Regions from separate parts of the Zea mays genome. Here region 1 is linked to region 2. Evidence: chromatin contacts called from public Hi-C data. All regions are on one chromosome and are shown on one strand. The core of a region is the stretch at or near the end of the contact, and the rest is flanking DNA. Distances in the headings are between cores, read along the strand shown.

Region 1 (4,506 bases), core at 1,415-3,914, 150 kb before region 2:
CACCTCCTTGGTGAAGGTGCCGCCCTTGCCCGAGGTGCCGATCAGCACCGTCGGCTTCAGGGACTGCACGGCCTCCAGCAGGGTCGCCACGGGCTCGTGCTCGTGCGCCCATGGCTTCTTGAACGCCTGCAGCGAGTCCTTCCGTGACGCCACGATCAGGCCCTTGGAGTCCATCAGCCAGATCTTCGGGCGGCACTCTTCGATCGGAGACCCAGTCTGCTTATATTTATTGTTATGTTAATTTGTATTTGGAACAATCAACACATCGGGAACGGTAATTCTTTTTTTTTCCCATCAAGAAGAGTAAGAAACCATAGATCGATCATTGGACAGAGTGGCAAATTAGTTGCTTACATGTTTGGACATCTCGAGAGCAATGAGCTCGGCAATGCCAGTCCCGGCCTGCAGATGAACAAACACAACGTAATCAGAGAAAAGAATGAGGCCGCGAGTGATCCGAAGCTTTGATCGGCAAAGAAAAGATAGGGTAACACTGATGCAGTATACTAGCAAGTCAAATCGACCGACCTCGCCGGCGCCGAGGAACAGGTAAGTGTGGTCCGCCAGTGTCCCGCCGACCACCTTGAGCGCCGCCAGGAGGCCAGCGAGGACCACGGATGCTGTTCCCTGCAGCAATCACACACATCCGCATCGTTTTCGTTCAGCACGGTGGAAAGAAACGGACGACGGAACGAGCACAAAACAGGCAGGCCCCTGTTCTGAACTTGGCATCCATGGTGCTACTGTTTGCCTGTGATGCGCTGTCACAAGGAAAGCCTAGCCTACCTGGATATCGTCGTTGAAGACGAGATGGCTCTCCCTGTACTTCTCGAGCAGGTCAAAGGCGTTGTGGTTGGCGAAGTCTTCGAACTGCACGGTCAGAGGTCAAAAAGAACATCCATTTCAGATCCAGGATGAGAGAAAGTTCGGCCAAAAAGGCGAAAACCAACAGCTGGTAGTATCTGTGGCTGGTCCACTGAGACTGACCTGGGTGAGGACCTTCTCGCCGTAGTTTTGCTTGACGGCGGTCATGAACTCTTCAAGAAGTTCATGGTACTCCTGTGAACCATCAAAAACACAAGCCACGTCTCAATAATCCAGACAAGAGACTGGTTACAGGTTCAACAAAATCACCAGCTGCAAGTGGGTGAACAGAACAGCCATGTAGGGGTAGAACTAAATCAATGGAGGGGATTGCAGATGAGTTGCTGACCTCGCCGGTGGCACGCCTCTGGCGGAGGCCGATGTAGAACTCGTCCTTGAGCAAGGCCTCGTTGTTGGTGCCGACATCAATTGTGATGGGCAGGCACTGCAGCAGCGTAAACATTATTACGACCAATAATACTGAAGTAGTAGTAATACTGAAGAAAAAAAATCGATTCCAAATCTTTCCTACTACGACTAGTGCTACAAGTTTATTCCGACAGAGTAGTAATACTGAAGAATGAGCATTGTGAGCAGCACTTACAGCTGACGGGCGAACACCTCCGAGGGCAGTGTAGAGGGAGAGCTTGCCAACGGGAATTCCCATCCCCTGGCAACCGAGATCACCGAGGCCGAGGATGCGCTCGCCGTCGGTGACGACGATGACCTGGATGCTCCTCTCGGGCCAGTTCTTGAGCACCTCGAGGATCTTGCCCCTGGTTGAAAAGGCAGCGCGCATGAATAAGTACAGAGCAATGGAGGAAGAACACAGAAGAAAGAGACGGAGAAGGAGAGATAGAGTAGAACAGAGAGAGTGAATTACTTGTCCCTGAGGCTGATGTACAGCCCCTGCGGGCGGCGGTAGATGCTGCCGTACTTCTGGCATGCCTCGCCGACGGTGGGCGTGTAGACGACGGGGAGCAGCTCCTCGACGTTGTCGATGAGGAGCTTGTAGAAGAGCCTCTCGTTGCGCTCCTGCAGGTCCATCATGGCGATGTAGCGGTGCAGCGGCTGCTCGTACCGGCGCAGGTTCTGCATGAGCTTCTTCTCCTGCAGCTCCTGCGACGCCAGCGCCGGCGGCAGCAGGCCCCGGAGGTAGTGCGCGTCGCGCTCCGCCTCCGAGAAGGCCAGGCCCTTGTTGTGCCGCGGGTCGCGCAGCAGGGTGTAGCCGCTGGATGGAGGAGGAGGAGGGAAAAAGAAACCGATCGTCAGATCATGACATGCAAACTTCGTCAGATACGCTTTTACGCGCGCATAATATATTATACGCTGGAAGAAATCGCTGACTGGTGTCGGTCTACTGTACAATACTACTGTATACCATAAGAATAATAATAATTGATGAAAAAAAATGTGCAAAACTGTGGCGAATGGCGACGAATCGAAGATGTTTGGACGAAGACGGCAAAAGAAAAGGCAGCTTTCGCATAACGTGGAGAGGAATGTTTGGTTAGCGTAGGCAGGCGGCGCGCGAGGGCGAGAGCCGAGAGAGAGAGAGAGGTGGAAGAAGACGAGATCGTGAGCATGGGAATGGATCCGAATCGATGGGACCTTGCGACGGAGAAGGCCCACGGCGTGATCAGCTGCTCCTCGGTAGCGCGGTCCTCGCCGTACACGTCCTCAACGCCGCCGCCCGCCATCTCGCCCGCCTGCCCTCTCAGGGTCCCTCGGCGCCGGCGAAGACAATGAACGGACAACGAACGAGCGAGCGAGCGTTTGTTTCTGTCGCCGCGGGTTCAGATCTGGTTACAGGAGGAAGACGGATGTGGAAGAAGAAGCAACGGACGGTGACGCGGATTTATAGCGCTCCAGACGCTGAGTAGTCTCCACGGGCAGGGGCAGGGGCCCTGAAAAGTAGTAGTCCTAGTCGCTCCCCCTCCCAGCCCAGGTTTGCCACGGCTGGGGCCCGCCGCGTGTGGAAGCGAGGAAAGGTCGGGGACGCGAGCGGATGGTAAACGCCGCGGCGAGGGAGGAAAGCCAAAGGGAACTTGTGGAAAGGTGGTGTGTGTCCTGCAGCTGCTGCTGCTGCTGCCTGCTGGTGGTGGCCGGTGGGGAAGGGAAGCTGCCCGCCGACGCGGCGAGGAAGGCAGACCAAGGCCCAATGCCCAATGGGTTGGTGACTTGGTGGTGGTGGAGCAGTCGTCGGCCTCGGTGCCGGTCGGCTGGTGAGCCGGGATCCTGCCTGCTGATGAGTTTGGTGTTCCAGCAGCGGGCCTGGCTTCCGCGCCTGGTATGGTACGCGAACGCCGCCGCCTTGCACCGAAATATTGCACGTACTGTAACTTACTAGCAGTGGCTGCCGCTGCCATTGGCCATCTTGCTTGCGCACGCAGCAGGCAGGGGCGAGCGCGCGCACCGGACCACTGCCGGAGTGCCGACTGTTTTGATGACTAGGTGTGCCGCGGACGCTGTATGTATTAGTATTACCGCCATAAATCCACAGGAAAACTGCGTGCCAGATCCAAACCACAGTAGCGCCTTCTTTCTGGTTGGCGGATTGGCGCACGGGCGCCCACGTACCATTGCTCGCTATCGCGCACCGTCCAACGTGCTCCGTACTTATTTTCCTAAATTTTATTTCCCATCGTAACTCTGGGTTTTACTATCTGCCTGCTAGTGAGAGTATATTGTTGCGGTTTTCATTTATAAATAGGAAGTATAAAATATAAAAATATATGTGTTCTACGTGAATCTAGATTTAAAAGCCAACAACTATAGTTTAAATCCTCATTTGTACATAATTTTAAAAATTTTACATTTAAACGTATGGAGCACGAGGATCATACAATCGTGGAAACTGATTCTTAATGTAGTAGAGTGGACACTCGGCAAAGAGTGAGCCTTTGCCAAGTGCCACTCTGTGGGCACTCGGCACAGGCTCCGTCGCCGTGACGGGGACTTTTATTTACCGATTATAGGTTGACACTCGGCAAAGTCTTTGTCGAGTGTCCGATAAAAAGTACTCGACAAATAAGTTGTTATCGATGTACAGTTCACCGAACTTTCTTTACTGATTGTTACACCCAGGAAAGCCTTCGCCGAGTGTTTTTCAAGCTTTGTCGAGTGTTTTAGACACTCGATAAAGCTGCTGATTCCGGTAGTGAGTAGAGACTACTTAAATTATATACTACTTGATCCCTTGAAGCAATGTTTTTACTTTAAACTTTTAGTACGGTTTTTAAACATAACTTTTCGGATATATATTTTCATGCAGATTTTTCTCCACGGGATCTGTTCGGGAAAAAATATCATCAATCTATTTTTTTAATATAATAGACTTCTTTAGACACGACTTGTAAAGATAAGCGTTTAGAGGTTCTTTGAGTAAAACTTCATTTAGATCAGCTAAACTTTCCATAAGCTACAATAGCCTAAGAGAGCGGCTAATAGCTTTTTTTGACCATCTGGGTAGTTGAATAGTTTCGAACGGGCTATAAACCAAGCTGTTTGCACCGTCTAGAGATTTTTATAGCAGCTACCATCTTTTTTTAGTCTATCTAAGAGATTTCTGTACCATGTTTTTTTAGTCTATCTGAGATTTTTGTAGCAGCTACAATCTTTTTTAGTCTATCTAAACATGGT
Region 2 (4,733 bases), core at 61-2,560:
GGTCCACTTGATGAGCGTGCCTGACGCGATCGACGTCTGGCGCACGGGGAAAGAGAAGGTGAACCCGAGCTCTCTCTGCCTGCCGTCCCCTTCGCCCGCCGCGGCGACGTACTTGGCTAGCGCCGAGGCGATGAAGCCAAACAGCTCCTGAAAGGAGGATTCAGCACTCGACACCATGGATATGAGGATGAGCACAACAGATGGAAAATGCGCGCTACTCACCGACGCGTTGCCTGACATGAGGTGAGGAGGGATGGACACCTCCTTGGAGTCTCGCTTGGCCACACGCCTGTCTTTCCCGGCGAGCTGCACGCGCAGCACGCGGAAGTTCGTTCCGCCAAGGTCCAAGGCGTAGAAGACGCCCTCTTCGTTCCTGTTTTTTTTTTAATTTTTTTGCACAGTAAAAACGTGTGATCAGAGAGATTCACGACAGCAGAGCACACACGGTTGTGAGTTGTGACAGCCGGAGCAACAGATCACTCGAGGCTAGTATTCGATGGCAGCTGGCACCACACAACTGGTGGCTGTTCAACTGCTGAGCAGCAAAGAACACTGCATGGCACATCATGAATTGCGCGTGCTTATTTGCCAAAAATAAATTTCCTGTTTGCGGCTAAACCGTGCCAAAATTTCAGGTTGGATGTTTTGTCCATTATCAAGTGGGGGAATAAAACAAACGGAAACAAAAGGGACGGGCGCACTGTGCGCTGGCACTCCGAGTCCAACTGCTCCCAGGACTGGAGGGCAGGCAGCTGGACACCACGTGCCGCCGCGCGAGGTTCACGCCAACACGCGGGCGGACACGCGTTCTATCGATATGGGGGGATGATGAAATGAAACCAGCTAGAAGAGATTACCCCGTGGGGAGGTTGTCGACGAAGGAGACGATCATCTTGATCTTGCTGCCGCCCTCCTCGCGCAGTCCGGCGCGCATCTCCGCCTCCATCGCCGCCGCCACCTCGTCGAGCCGCGCCGCGCACGCCTCGCGGAGCTCCGCCACCACCCGCTCCGCCGCCTCCAGGTCCGCCGCCGCCACCATGGTCAACCCCCGGCCTCCCGTCACCGTCGTCGTCGAGGAGCTACTAGCGGGACACCCTCCACGCGCTCTGCGTCGACCGCGCACCGGCTGGCGACACGAAAGAAAGCTGCGACCTTTTGGGCGCGAGAATGCCAGATCCCCGATTCCCTCCCACGGAATCAGCCCAATCAATATGCTGTGAGATTTTGACTTCTCACAGTCACGGGCCAGCCACACCGACGCGAAGACGAGCACGAAAAGATCTGTACGCCGCTATCCGCTCGTGGAGAATCGATGGAACGCGACCTTGGGAGGATCGGTGGGTCTGTCTGGGAGCTGTATTTATAAGCCTCGGTCCCCTCCGGAGTCCGTCCTAGTTGTGGCTGACTCGGACTCGTGCATGCGGGTAAATTTGATTTTTATTATTGGATATCTAATAATGAGTGGATAATAGTTAGGGACTAAAATTAGTTGACACATTTAAACATTCTAGCTAATAGTTCACTATTAAATATTTTTAATAAATTAGTTAATAGTTAGATAGCTATTTGTTAGTTAGCTAATTTTATTAATAATTTTTTGGCATCTCAATATTACACACCCTTTATATATCTAATCTAATAATTATTAAAACTTGCTGGATAAAGATGGGTGGCGGCGGATCGCCTTGCCAAGAGCGCTGCTTCGAATTCTCCTCCGCCGCCGTTGCCCACGGGAAGCGCCGAAGCGCGTGAGCAGTTGCTTGGTTTTGACCAACGACCAGGGGTTGGCGCGGCATCAATATTTTTTTTTTTACAATTGCCGTCGAGGCGCCGACATCGATGCCATATCATTGCCAGTGTGCTCTGCTCAGTGTTCACTGGCCACTGCTAAGGCTGAGTCCAGTGCACCGCCTCCCTCTTGCCCCTGCCACGTCAGCTCTCGCCTCCACTCTCGCCCCTGCTGCTCCAGTGCACAGGCTGCAGCAGGCTACAGCCTCAGGCTATAGCCACGTCAGCTTTTCTATTTCAGAATTAAGTAATTCACGCGGATTTATTTCAACGCTCAGAAAACACACAACATAATATTTTTTATTGAATTAAAAATTACAAAGTACATAATAATTAAAATAAAATGACATGATAATTAAAATCTGGGGACCAACCCGACATTGTGTGAAGAAAGGGGAGTTTGGAAGAGAAAAATGAGATGGAATGGTGTGTGGAATGAGCTCCACCCGGGTAGGGGTATATATAGAGGGATTGGGGATGAAATTTGTGATTTTTTGCAATTTTTTTCGAATTTTTTGGACTCCAAACGGTCAAAAACGGCTAGTTGCAACAGCTAGCACACGTGGACCAATCAGATCGCGACACGTGGACCAATCAGATCGCGCCACGTCGCTCTCGCCCGCGCTCTCGCCCCGCCAGTGCCTCGCCTCCCTCTCGCCCGCCTCTCGCCCGGACGGGCGCTCCAGCGCGGGCGAGAGCGAGGCGATATCGCCCGCTCTCGCCGGGCGCCAGCGCCATCGCCCGGCGCCGGCCTCTCGCCCGCCTATCGCCCGTGCGCGGGCGGCATCGGCCTCTTCTCGCCCGCGCTGCCGCCCGCACTGGCACCAGCCTAACTCCAGTCGTGGGGCGCGGTTAGGGTGCACGAAACCAAATAATTATAGCTCGTAGGGTGCTCGAAACTAAATAATTATAGCTCGTGGGCTCACTCAGTTTTATTAACGAGCCGCTAGTTCTCACGAGCTAAACAAACTATCACATTTTTGTGGCTTAAAATAATGAACATGTGTGTAAATTTTGAATTGTAAATTGATGAGTAATATGGTTTGTGAAACTATGAGTATAATTATAATTTTTTATTGTTAAATTGGTTTGAAATCAACTATAAATTGATTATATATATTGTTTTTTATGTTGTATCTCGCGAGCTAAATAAGCCAACTCGAGCTCATAAACGAGTCGAGTCGAGCTAGCTTGATATTCAGCCCTAGACGTGGTTGTACTAAGCTCAACCAATTCTAGGAGCCTCACCTCAGCTACTTTTCCAACATCTTGTCGGGGTTGTCCCAACCGTTGTCGTGGCGTCCCTCGCCTACTGGTCGAGGGGCAATGACTGCTTTGGGAAGGACTCGATCCTAGCAGCGGCTTTTGGCAGGGTACGTCGAGCCGCGGTAGACTAGCCACCACCACACGCATCGTGACGCTAGCAGGGGGTTACCTTAGGGCTTCCTGTGAGCGGGGAGCAGTTTTTCGGGGTGCCGGCTATGAAGCACTCCTAAGCCGGGTCGCGACCTGCTCCTCCGGACGGAGAGCTATGTTCGTGTTCTGACCCTGTCAGGAGGAGGTCACGGAATGAATCCCTGATGGGGTCCACCATTCCCACAAATTCAGCACAAACAGTCTCTGTCGTGTACCCCGTCTGTTGTGTCCCTAATGGGAGTTGAGCTAGAGGCCTCCAGGGCCCATAGCGACATTGGTCAAGTCTTTCATCGAGGGGATGGGGCTTTCGGGGCTCTAATCATTGTTCCCTCGTTGTCGTGGACGAAGCCGAGGCTTCCGAAACGAATGGTCATTCCGGGCGCCCAAACTACGTCGCAGTTGATCATCCGGAGCCTGAAGAACTTGTCGGGAACGCTCAAGGGCCCTACCTAGCGCGCGTAGCTGTCAGTGTTTCTAACTAGCTCCGACAAGTAAATTTGTTAGTGCACGTTCCATGGTCCAGATGGTGTGCTCAGTGGGCGCAAGATTTATACTGGTTCGGGCAGAACATCCATACATCCCGTCTTCGGTGACTCACACGACCAACATCTTATTGCTCAAAGCTCGTAGTAGGGGTTACAAGTGGACGAGAGAGAGGGAGGAGCTCCCAAGTCTCTTATGCGTGGCTAAACCTAAGGACTACATGTTGGATGTTCTCAACTAAGCCTTGGGCATCGTGGTGGTTCACTCCTTGGCTTCGACATCCGTGGTCCTCCAGGTCTTCTGGTGTGGTCATCCGTCCGTATGTGTATGCGCATCTCATGTGCGTGTATGCATATCTCTTCACGTCTGGCCGACCTCTTGCTTTTATAGGCCAAGGTGGGGATAGGCTACCAGTAGCTTCCCTGGGAACGAGTTACTTCGCCAAGGTAAAATGGGGCGTTCTTCCTTAGTAAAGTTGTATTTGCCCGTATGTGCCTTGGTCGTCTAGGATTCCCGGGTCGCGCTCTTTTTGGTGGGCAGCGTGGGCGATGAAGAGCTCCAACACCATCATTATCGTCATTGTGCCATGCCAACCTCTAGCCGCCGTAGCCTGGGTCTCGGTACGGCTCGTCAGACGTCAGGTTGCAGGGCCTATAGATGGCCAATGCACTTAGACCCAGGCTCAATAAGTCATGAGTAGGCCACAAGCCTAAGGGCCCTTAGGTCATGAGTGGAAGGTGAACTGACTCTCCCTATGTGGCTCAATGCTAGGTGCAGTTAATGCGGTCGATCACTTAAGGCGGGTCTGTCTTGGGTCAGGCATGGAATCCACACGAGTGGCTTCCTCTCGATCCACCCGACCCCTTCCGGCTCCGCCTCAACTGTCCCTAGGCTCGGCACCTCGGGACTTATCCAGGGGCAGGTCCTTCTAGGTCTAACCTTTCCTTGTCCTTCTATTGACTAGTGGGCTATAGGGACCCGATGATCGTTTACCCGACGGTGGCCCTCGAGTCCGTGAAGGAAGAGTGTTTCCTCGTGGGGGCAAA

What was found. A called contact is a pair of places that touch in the nucleus more often than the background predicts.
Region 1: a Hi-C map of ear shows a contact between it and region 2, with 2.4 times the contacts expected there. The contact joins the promoter of LOC100284598 here to the promoter of LOC100283735 in region 2. A contact is called at or near these places in 2 of 25 Hi-C or Micro-C datasets (ear and tassel).

Annotation. Positions count from the first base shown.
Region 1 is chr6:141,030,322-141,034,827 of Zm-B73-REFERENCE-NAM-5.0, reverse strand. LOC100284598 (NADP-dependent malic enzyme) reads right to left here and starts at 2,664. Exons shown (of 9, transcript NM_001157493.1): 1 at 2,476-2,664; 2 at 1,748-2,095; 3 at 1,469-1,640; 4 at 1,214-1,309; 5 at 988-1,059; 6 at 787-870; 7 at 529-627; 8 at 355-402; 9 at 1-216. The coding sequence starts at 2,564.
Region 2 is chr6:140,878,695-140,883,427 of Zm-B73-REFERENCE-NAM-5.0, reverse strand. LOC100283735 (hexokinase-1) reads right to left here and starts at 1,310. Exons shown (of 7, transcript NM_001369883.1): 1 at 858-1,310; 2 at 223-373; 3 at 1-147. The coding sequence starts at 1,039.